Regions from separate parts of the Zea mays genome. Here region 2 is linked to region 1. A link is a contact called in public Hi-C data. All regions are on one chromosome and are shown on one strand. The core of a region is the stretch at or near the end of the contact, and the rest is flanking DNA. Distances in the headings are between cores, read along the strand shown. Region 1 holds the start of LOC100275072. Region 2 holds the start of LOC100275998.

Region 1 (5,223 bases), core at 976-3,475:
GCGCTAGCCGAGCCGTCTCTCAACGTGCGCTACAGTTGGGCGTAGTGGCTGTCTACAGGATTCGTGGTGCAGTCGGTGGCCGAGACTGAGCTCGGGCGAGGCGGAGAACTTGCCCGAGGGTTGAGCCCAGGGTCGGGCGAGGCGGAGCGGTTATGCCCGAAGGCATGTCCGCTTGGCTTGTCGTGTTAGACGTCCCATCGGAGGGCGTCAGGTGGCGTGCGTGCACTGTGATGTAGGCGTAATCATAACACTACACCGGGCGTGATTGCTATATTGTCCGCCACTGTGCTCTGCTGCCACAGCGCGGGTTGGCACACGCATTAAATGCGCATGTCCCCTACCTGTTTTCGAGTGCCTTGTCCTATTCGCTTGAGGCCAGCTCAGGCGAGACGGACTGGGCTGAGGCGGCTTCGGGCGAGGCTGAGCGAGTGGTGTCGACCTCGGGTGAGGTGGAGCCCTGCTCGAGGTGGGAGATCCTCAAGGGATGTCTTGGTTTTTTTGTAGGTGGCTCGGCTGTCACCCTTCAGGAGTTTGGTTCTTATTTCTCTGAGTGCGTTCGTTAGGGGGATAATCAGGGTGTCCCTAATTACCGCCCCCGACATCACCCATACTCGTTAACCCGGTGGGTATAAAATATCCAGTACAAATTTAGCCAAAATGCATAAACTTGAGTACTTGGCCTTGCCCAAAATAAATGAAACCCTAGCTATATAATCTCTTTCTACTATAGAATTCCACATACAGCCAGGCATAGTCCATAGATTATCGTACCCCTGCTCATCCTGATCCTAACACCATCCAATCAATTAGGGGTGAGCATTCGGGTTACTCGAAAGTTTCAGGTCGGGGTAATTCGAGTAATTTAAAATTCAGGTTTTGAGAATATGTACCCGAAATTACAGTGGATTTTATATTACCCAAAAAATCAGGTACCCGGAGTTTTGGGTTTGAGTATTCCCGAACTACCTGAAATATTGTGTCAGCTTCATAAAACATATACACCCTATTGAATTAGTACAAAACACAGTTTGAATAATGATATACATGCATGTAAAAACACAAACAATCTACAATTACAAGTTTACAAGTTCATACACATTTACACATAATTATATATGCACAATTTGATAATTAACAATGACATGAGTACATAACACATGAAAGTCTGCGTAATTCGGGTACCCGATTGTAATATCCGAATTACTTGAAATAAGTTTGAGTTTTACAAATTACCATTCACAATTCTTGAACAAAATTCGGGTTTTGAGTAATTTGGGTTTGGGTATTCCGGTTTTGGGTTTCGGTTATGGTTTTTTTCCCAGCACTATAATCAATTGTGTAAGTATAGTTTCCAAGCAGATTTTATAGTTGTTTCTTGTGCAACTATGTAATTAGATAATATTTCTAAAGACCTAAGCACAATCCTAGCCATGCAATTTGATTTTTGCAGCCTCATGTATCTATAATGTTAGAAATCAAATGGCGCGATGCTTAATTATGGCACACGACTTATTTAAGTTTGATGTTTCATAACTCATATTTTTTATAGTTCATTATATTTGTTCAATGGTGCTTACCGTATATATCTATATGTTGAATCTTTTTGGGTACGGGGTAACCCGACAGGTGACTCTGGGGTAAATCCATACCCACAAGTCAATATAAGTGATCCGATGAGGTTATCTTTTTGTAGTGGGTATGAGTATGAGATAGTAATACTATGTGGGTATTTATTTACTCATTGACATCTCTACTAACAGTAGATAACGTTCCTAGGTAACAATTCGGACTTTGGAATCGATAAGGTCTTGTTCTGTTATTCCCAATCCATGTGGATTGGAGTGGATTGGGTGGCATTGAGTCTGATTTTAACTTACTATAGATTTAAACCAACTAAATCCCGTCAATCCACATGGATAAGCATCAAAACGAATAAGTCCTTAGGCCTTGTTCGGTTATTATAATTCTATATAAATTAAAGTGGTTTAAAATAAATTAAAATAAATTTTAATTTGCTATGAATTTAAACCGACTTAATATCATTCAATTTATATGGATTAAATATCCAATTCATATGGATTAAATGAACGAGAGCTGAAAAACTGTCAAGTATTACTCACCGAGGGCCCAAAAGTTTATCCCGCTAGTCGGACGCTGGTTTAGCTATAGGGGCCTTTCCGTTTGTAGTTGCGCTAGAAAGGTGAACCTAGCCCAAAGCAACGGCAAAGCCCGTCAGCCGGTGTGTAGACCCAATACGGCCCGGCCGATTTGTCGCTGACGTCACCTCATCTTCACCACCGGAGTCCGGAGTAATGCGCAGGCCACAGGGTCGGGTTCGCTTTTTCTTGGCTTCTTCTCTCGTCCATCCACAGGGGGAAGGAGCAGGAGGGAGGGAGCCATGGTTGTCAGCACATTCACTGGCCCCGGGATTGGGATCGGTGAGTGAACCAAAGGCCCCATCATTTCAGGCGCCAAGATCAGACCTTGACGTTGCTCTCTCTGATTCTCGCTCCTTATTTGGTTTGCTGAATTCATTTTTTTTTCTGTTTGATCCGGTGCAGGGTTCGGTGTCGGCTGCGGGTTCGGCGTCGGGTGGGGGTTCGGAGGTGAGAGCATGCTCATTTTCGCGTGATTAATTTGTTTCTTTTTGGTGTAGGCGTGTATTAGAAATCTTAACTTGTCAAATTGAACTAGCGAGATCCTTTTTTGGATTCTGTGTTGTTGATTTCGTGTTGGCTGTATTTGGCGGTAAAATGGCTATCAAATTATTTACAGGACAAGCATGCGGTTGCAGTTCAGTCCCAAGTTGTTTCCCTTTCCCATGCGATTCTTTCCAAGTTGCTTAATATCTGTTTACTGCTAAATAGGGACTAGGGACCAACATTGTGTATATGGATTGGTTCCTATCACATTACCAACATGATCATAGTAAAGTATACTTTTATGAAGCTACTTAGTAATATGCAACAAATGTTTAAAATGATTCGTTTTAGATAACCCAAAATGTCACTTATTTGTGATTGGGGGGAGTAATATTCAATGAAAATGTGTATTCATGATCAAGAAATGACATGCTTTTGGTTTGCTTTTCTACCCAGGAATGCCTCTTAACACGTTCGGCTTGGGTATTGGTACTACTTCTAAGCCTATATTCACTTACATTTCCTTGCTAGTAGATTTCTAAAATCCATCTTGTTAAAAATAGGTGGGGGCTGCGGAGTTGGTCTTGGACTAGGATGGGGCTTTGGAAATGCTTTTGGTTGTCAGTATCGATCTTCAAGAGTCCAGTTCCAGGGCATTGAATTTCAGAAGAAGGCTGGAGGAGATGAATCACAAAAAGTTGTTTCACCCGAGCTTGCTGAAAAGTCTCATCCTTATGGCTAGTATTCCTGCTACCACAAAATCCACAGAGACTGAGTTCTGTGTGCTGAGTTGCAGTTTAATTACATACATGTGAGTTCTTTGTTAGTAATGTTATGCTACACTTATGGTCATTTCTGTTGTAACCAGAAGTTGTTAATGGATGGAATTTTCAATTAGGAAGAAATGACGCTAATATTTGCCCTACATGCTATTCATTTACTTTTCATGGTTGAAGGCCCGTCACTATCATTTATTGCTGTGCTTTATGTTGTAAAGCTACCATATCTTGACTTGGTCTGAAATTTGAAATGGCAGAAAATTATTGAAAATAAGTTTTCTGAAACCATCAGTATTATGATCTTTCATGTTTGCTTCTCCTGTAACAGTATGAGAACTAAAGCTTTGATTAGTTTCTTTTCTCAGGACAAGCTTAAAAACAAAACAAAATAACTGCTGCTATAAAGTTACAGTTTAGGGAAGGTCTTTTAAGTTGAACCACCAGAAGGTTAAGAAAAAGTACAAAACAAAGGCGGACGTTGTTTCTGATCTGTTGGTGGGTGCTGTGACTGCATACCGGGAATCAGAACAACTGGTAACTTCGTCATAGCATGAAGCATCCATGGACCTGGCATGATGGTGAATGACTTGCACAACTGTATCTCTTTTCTTCCTGAAAACACACAACTGTGTCTTTCAGTGTTTTTTTCCAGTGCAAAGCCTCTCATACATCAAGCAAATGGATGGTCAAAGGAAGCAGAATCGTTCTTTGATGTAGTAGAGCTTGCTGGCTCTGCCTCCCCAGTCCTGAACCAGTATGACTGCTGGAATGAAGCTGCGCTTGTGGGGACATCCTCCATGACCCATTCAAAGCCCTTGGGGTAGTAGATCCCTGTCATTGGATGTGGGACCCACAATGATGTTTCTGGGGACTTCACTTCAGTAGGCTCCAGTCGCTTCACAAGGTTAGTAGTCCTTTGCTTGTTCTTGACTTCCCTGCAAATGGCAATTTAATCAGTTACTTCAAAGAGCTGAAATGGTGCTGCATGTGCCAATACAAGTCTTCTGCAGTATAATATGAGACCAATCCTTGTTGTTCAGCCATTCAAGATCATCATGGTGGAAGCAACCAGAATGAACACATGTCTAATCAATGTTGGTTTGTCGTTGCAGGTTCAACATGGATTACTAGTTACCGGAGCAGAGCTGCCGATTTCGCAAGCGCATGGCGGCCCATCGAATGCAGGCTGGGGCGTTTGCTAAGATGCCACTGGTGGTTATCCTTGGTAGCAACCAGCTGATAGCAGTTCCTTCTTGTTTGGTACCTCCCTCATCCTCAACCCAGGTATTTATACACTAGCTGTAGCCTTGCAGATGCAATGCCACAACACCAACCACCTTCCGCAATAAAAGAGACACCGTACATCCATTGGATTATAGAGAACTAGACACGCTTAACATACAGCAAAGCTAAAGAGGAGGAGGGGTTTGTTAAAGGATTATAGACAATTTTGTTCACTGTCGCTAGCTTCCAATGGAGCAACTGAAATGACGGTTTTGAGCCTCTGATTGAACGCCTCTGGACAAAACACCACCAGAACTGATGCTCCTAGAATCTGAAGTCAGTTTTGCCAAGGAGTGCAGTCTTGGACTGTACTGTTTTGCTATTTTGTGTAACCATGCGACAGCACCACCGAGGCTGTAGCTAGCATTGTTAGCAAAGTGGAACCTTGACATTATGAACAAAAGATGAGAGCCGGACACAATTAGAAGAAAACTCTACAGTTACAGAAATTCCACGATGAAGGGTTGATAGCTGCAAATTATTTTGTTATAATAAAGTCCTCAATGGCTTGTAAAATT
Region 2 (5,223 bases), core at 805-3,304, 170 kb before region 1:
ATGATACAATCTGAAGTTGAACACATTTATATAAAAAGATTATAATACTTATGATACTAAATATGTAGCAATAGATTCATCATGAAATGTACTTTTATTGCACATCTCTTTGGAATTGTACATGTTGATAATATTTCCTATAAACCTAGTCAAACTTAAGATAGTTGGCTCTGACGGGACCTAGAATTGCATGGTTTTTACAATGGCGGTCCAACAAACTATACAGTATCCACCACAGACGCCACTAATTTCTCATAGACAGACAGACAAGAAGAAGCATTGCCAACCAGGAAATGAAAATGCTGCCATCAAAACACAGCATTTAGAATATCTGGATTCTGGATAAACTTTATCAGCCCGGTCATCCACAAAAGTAATGTAAACAAAACAAAACTAGACATACAACATACATATTAGTAATTACAGCAATGGCACATATATTTATGCTATGCGCATAGCCTTCTTCCTCCAATAAACTTACATATCCTCCATCCATTGTGCAGTTCCAGCAACAAACATCAGTCATCAGTGTACTTAAATATTAGGGAAAATAAAATGTTGGAGGCTAAAATGAGCCTTGCAGACGGTCCGGCCCTGAGGCCGGACGGTCCGCGGTGGCGGCGCGGACGGTCCGCGCGCGCGCAGAGTCAGTTAGGGTTCCTAGTTTCTCGCGGGATTTGTTACCTAAAACCGCGGGATTAACTCGGGAAACAGTTGGAAACGGATCCAGACCTCCCCCTTTATATAGATGAAGGGCTACGGCCGATTGAACCCCCCAACAATCGATCAAATCAAGTCTATTACTCGTATTTACTTTACGCATTAGGAGTAGTTCTAGTCTAGTTCTAGTTTAGCCCTAGTTTAGCCTTCCAATCCCCAAATTCTCCGCCTCTCTTCGACTCCACGTCGATTAGAGGAGTCTAGGTCGGTCTGTCCGAGCCTAGACACCACCTAGGATCTCTCCTCCCCGACGGGGTCCCTCCCGGGAGCGAGATTCAGGCGCCGCCGGTGACCTTCGCCGCCCCCTGCGCACGCGCGGACCGTCCGGCCCTAGGGCGCGGACCGTCCGGCCGTCAGGCAGGGAACCTTTGCCCCTGCGCCAGGTCGCGGACCGTCCGGCCCTGTGCCGCGGACCGTCCGCGCCTGACCAGAGAGCACCGCCGCCGGTTCTTGTTGAGTGTTTGGCGCTCCGAAAAGGCGTCAACAGAAAACAACCAAACTGCGACACAATTGTCAGACCCAGATAACTTCAGCTACCGATCGGACTCAATCAAATCAGAGAACCGAACACATTGCAGCCACAATATTGATAACCAAGACGCACTAAGGGGCTGTTTGGTTCTATAACTATGGTGCCAAAAATTATCACACAACTTTATGACACACTTGCCTAAGATGTCTGAGGTTAGGCGCTCAAATTCTACGTCAAAGTTTGCCACGCCTAAGAGAATCTTACACGAGTGACACCTACGTAGCAGGAGAAAAATCTTGCCACAACTGTGGCTTCAAACCAAACACATGCCTAACTTGGTCAAACTTACTTAACCTTAAGGCGTGGCAAACTGTGGCATGTGGCAAGTAAGGAACAGCCCCTAAATCTTAATAGCACAGTCACGTTTCTGCACACACTAGGAGCACGAAAGCACCTACAGCGATAGATAGCGAGGGGCGGGGATCGAACCTGGAGGTTGTTGCCCTTGATGTGCGCCCATACCAGCTTGATGGCCTCAGTCCGGGGCAGCTCCGCCGCGCCGCCGACGAACTCCCGCAGCTCTGTAGAGATGGGCTTCGGCTTGGTGATCCCGCTCGCCGGCTTCTTCTTCCCCGCCGCCTTCTTCCCCTCTTTCCCTACCCCCTCGGCCGTTGCCTCCGCCCGCACAGCCACGGCGCCCCTAGCCCTCATCCGCACCGACACCACAGACACAGCCAAGGGCGCCCGCCGGAGTGCGACGGGGCACGCAAGGAGCTCGCCGGAGCGGATGGCCACCGACATCGCCGGGGGGCTCGCGCAGCTAGGGTTTATCCGTGTGGTTCTGGGGATAAGGTTTCGCGGTGGCCATGGGCGACCGAGGTCGCCGGGTAGTAGGCCGGCCGGGGACGTACCTGCCGTCGGATGGAGGAGTGGCGGATCGGGCGGCCGAGATCTCCGCAATCGCGTGCGTTTGAAAACCTTATCCGCCTTTCGACGTGGGAGACAACGGTAGGTAGTGTGGAAATAGAATACGGGCTATATCTGATAATAATTTTATTTTAATTAAATTCGAATTTGAATATATGCACTGTCAATTTTATGAGATATGATATAAATGAATAGGGACAATTTTGATTATGGCCTTAGTTGGCCAGCAATTATGATTTTACCTCATATTTTTCAACTTTATATTTTTATCCCTCCATTTTAAAAACAAAATTATCGTTTACCCCTTCCCCTCAGGGTCGTTAATGAAAAATAGAATTAGTAATTAAAAACAAAAAATGTGAAAAAAGTGGGTGAAAGGTCCAAACTACCTTCCTATTCTGTATGTCGCAACTCTAATAAGGTAAAATCACAATTACATACTCTGACGAGAGGTAAAATCGCAATAAATTGCATGGATATTTTTATCTTTTCACATAAAATTTAATATCGTTAACCGCACATAACGATGCAAAGATATGGCAGAGCTACGTTTTCCAAACGAAGGGTAAAATCATAATCGCTAGACTAGATAGGGTATATACGTGAGCTAAATACTCAACCTATGAGTCTTTTATTGGGTAAAAATCTTTACCAAATAGGTAAACTGATATTAGAACGTTCTATCCTCACCTATCGTTATTTGGACCATTGTAACACCAAAAAACCCATCAACTAAAAATAATAAAATTAGTAAAATATGGTAATCATAATTTTTTAGTGATTAATTATTTATTTGCATTTTTGGATCAGTTTTCTTTGCATGCGCTTGATTGATTATCGCTTGATTGATTATCAGATGATTGTTATTAACTTCCTTTTAAAAAGAAATCCTAGTAATTAAATAATAATTAAGTAATATAGTAATTATTAGTCTAAAAACAAGTATTCTATTTATAAATATTTTTGGTAAATTTTTTATGAATTTTTGAGCTCTTTAAACAAGCATTTTAGAATTAAAAAAAAAACTAAACCTACAGCCGACCCACTTGGGGCCCATGCCCCAAACCCTAAACCGAGCACGCGCGCTGCTGGCTGCCAGCAGCCGCCGCCGCCTCCCTCTACTACTCCCCTTTCTCCTCTATTCTCTCTCTCCCCTAATCTCTCTCTCCCTCGCCGCTCCTCTCTCCTCTCTCTGCTTCTCTCTTACGCGCGCACACCAGCGCCCCGCCGCCGAGCCGCGGCACCGCGCGAGCTCCGCCCTACGCGCCGCACGCGCTCCCTGGCCATGCCGCGCGAGCCACACCGGCCCCTGCACACTGCCCCGCGCGCGATGTCGCCCTGCACAGCAGCCGAACGCCCGACGCCGCGGTCGAGCGAGCACCCGAGCCGACGCCCGCGCGCGAGCAGCGCGCTGTCCACCCGCGTGACCGTGTGACCGTTTCTTGCGTTATGGACTTCATTTCTTCCGTTTCTCCTCCCCCATTCCTCACACCATTGATGCCTTGAAGAAACTGATGTACTGATGGCCATTGAAGACCCGTTACTCTCTCTGGCAGACTATTCTTCTTCCCTCCCTCTCTCTATAAAAGGCAGCAGAGCCTCCCCATTCTCCCCTACTTGAGTTTGTCTCTCTCTCTCTAGCACTCCTCGCTCATCGCTAGTGCCGTTGCCGTTCGTCGCCGGAGTTCACCGGAGCCACAGTTCGTCGCCGGAGCCACGCACTCGCCGTCCGTAGTCGAGCCTTGCTCTCCACCCGGCCGAACCCCGTCGAACTCTTTCCGTCGCACGCGCGAACTTAAGGTTGATGACGACCGAAATTATTTTGTGTATTTTACAAAAGTACTTGTTGATTTGATTCATGAGTTGTATATTTTGTTTGTTGTAATATGAACACATGTGACTCGCAATTTATGTGTATGTGCATTATGGAATTTTGGTAGATTCATGCGATTATTCGTACACCGTTATATTTCATGTTAGTCGTGGCGTTGATTTTTGGATTAGAAAAATATGGCATAGATTTAGTAGTCACATGTTGGTGATAAAAACAATAGATAAGAGTTTTTATAGTTAAATTTGGTCACAATAAACGTTAGAAACTATTTGGAGAATTATAGGTGCATTTTAAGTGGATTTAGAAAATGGTATAGAACGCATGTCATATGAATAATATAGGATTTTTAGATGATTTATCCGATTATTTAATTAATATCTTCTTTTAGAAAGAAAAGAGAAAATATCACCAGTAGTGTGGAAAAAGGATTTTTGCTAGTTAAATAATCATGTTCGCAAATTTAGCACTTAAACTTTTAGAGTACTAGTTTATGTCAAAATATCCTCACTTGTGTTATAAAAAGTCCAATTAGCAATTTATGTAGATTTTTAGAATATTAATATTAATAGATTTATTTTTAGCCATACTCAATAATTTGGGTTAGAAATAAAAAGGATAAAAACGTATTAATTTATTTATTGGTACTAAAGACGATAATTATTTTCATTAATGATGTCAAAATTTATTAATATTGGTTAAAATTATATTCATTGCACCCACCCATAAATTCACCATTAGGACTCACATTAATAGCTATAATTGAATTAATAAGTATTTATGTGATTAGTACGTAATTAAGATGTGATTAGTGCGATATGTTAATGTGTGTTTAATGATGTATTGGTGTATGTTTATGAAATGGTGCATGTTTATTTATTTATGTATGTTTTATTTTTGTATGTGCCTATGCGACTCTATTAGAAGCCGATTGTGCGATAGGCGATCCAAGTTCGTTCGAGGACGACCCGCAAGACGCTTTTGAGCAAGGCAAGTGGATTCTCCCTCTGCATATTCTGTTTGTACCTATTCATTGTATATAATAATGTTTACTTTTTGATATACTGCATAATTTGATGGGTTTTACCTAATTAAGGATTTCCTAGATTTACTATCTGTATTCCTTGTTTAACCTGGGAAAATTATTAAGCTGTGCAAAATTTGTGCCACCGCTCAACTTAATGATTTCTAATGTCACTCATTAATTGGTGTTAATATTCCAAAATTTTAATTGGCAATTATGACATTAACCCGATGGTTAAAGCAGCATTAT

Evidence for each region. Hi-C and Micro-C count contacts between places; a contact is called where the count stands out from the background.
Region 2: a contact with region 1 is called in a Hi-C map of tassel, with 6 times the contacts expected there. The contact joins the promoter of LOC100275998 here to the promoter of LOC100275072 in region 1. A contact is called at or near these places in 11 of 25 Hi-C or Micro-C datasets (bundle sheath, ear, endosperm and 5 more).

What each region holds. Positions count from the first base shown.
Region 1 is chr6:30,367,556-30,372,778 of Zm-B73-REFERENCE-NAM-5.0, reverse strand. It overlaps LOC100275072, which reads left to right and starts at 2,225. Exons shown (of 4, transcript NM_001149261.1): 1 at 2,225-2,438; 2 at 2,562-2,606; 3 at 3,099-3,131; 4 at 3,206-3,547. The coding sequence starts at 2,399. The coding sequence ends at 3,384.
Region 2 is chr6:30,540,084-30,545,306 of Zm-B73-REFERENCE-NAM-5.0, reverse strand. It overlaps LOC100275998, which reads right to left and starts at 2,054. Exons shown (of 2, transcript NM_001149896.1): 1 at 1,682-2,054. The coding sequence starts at 1,993.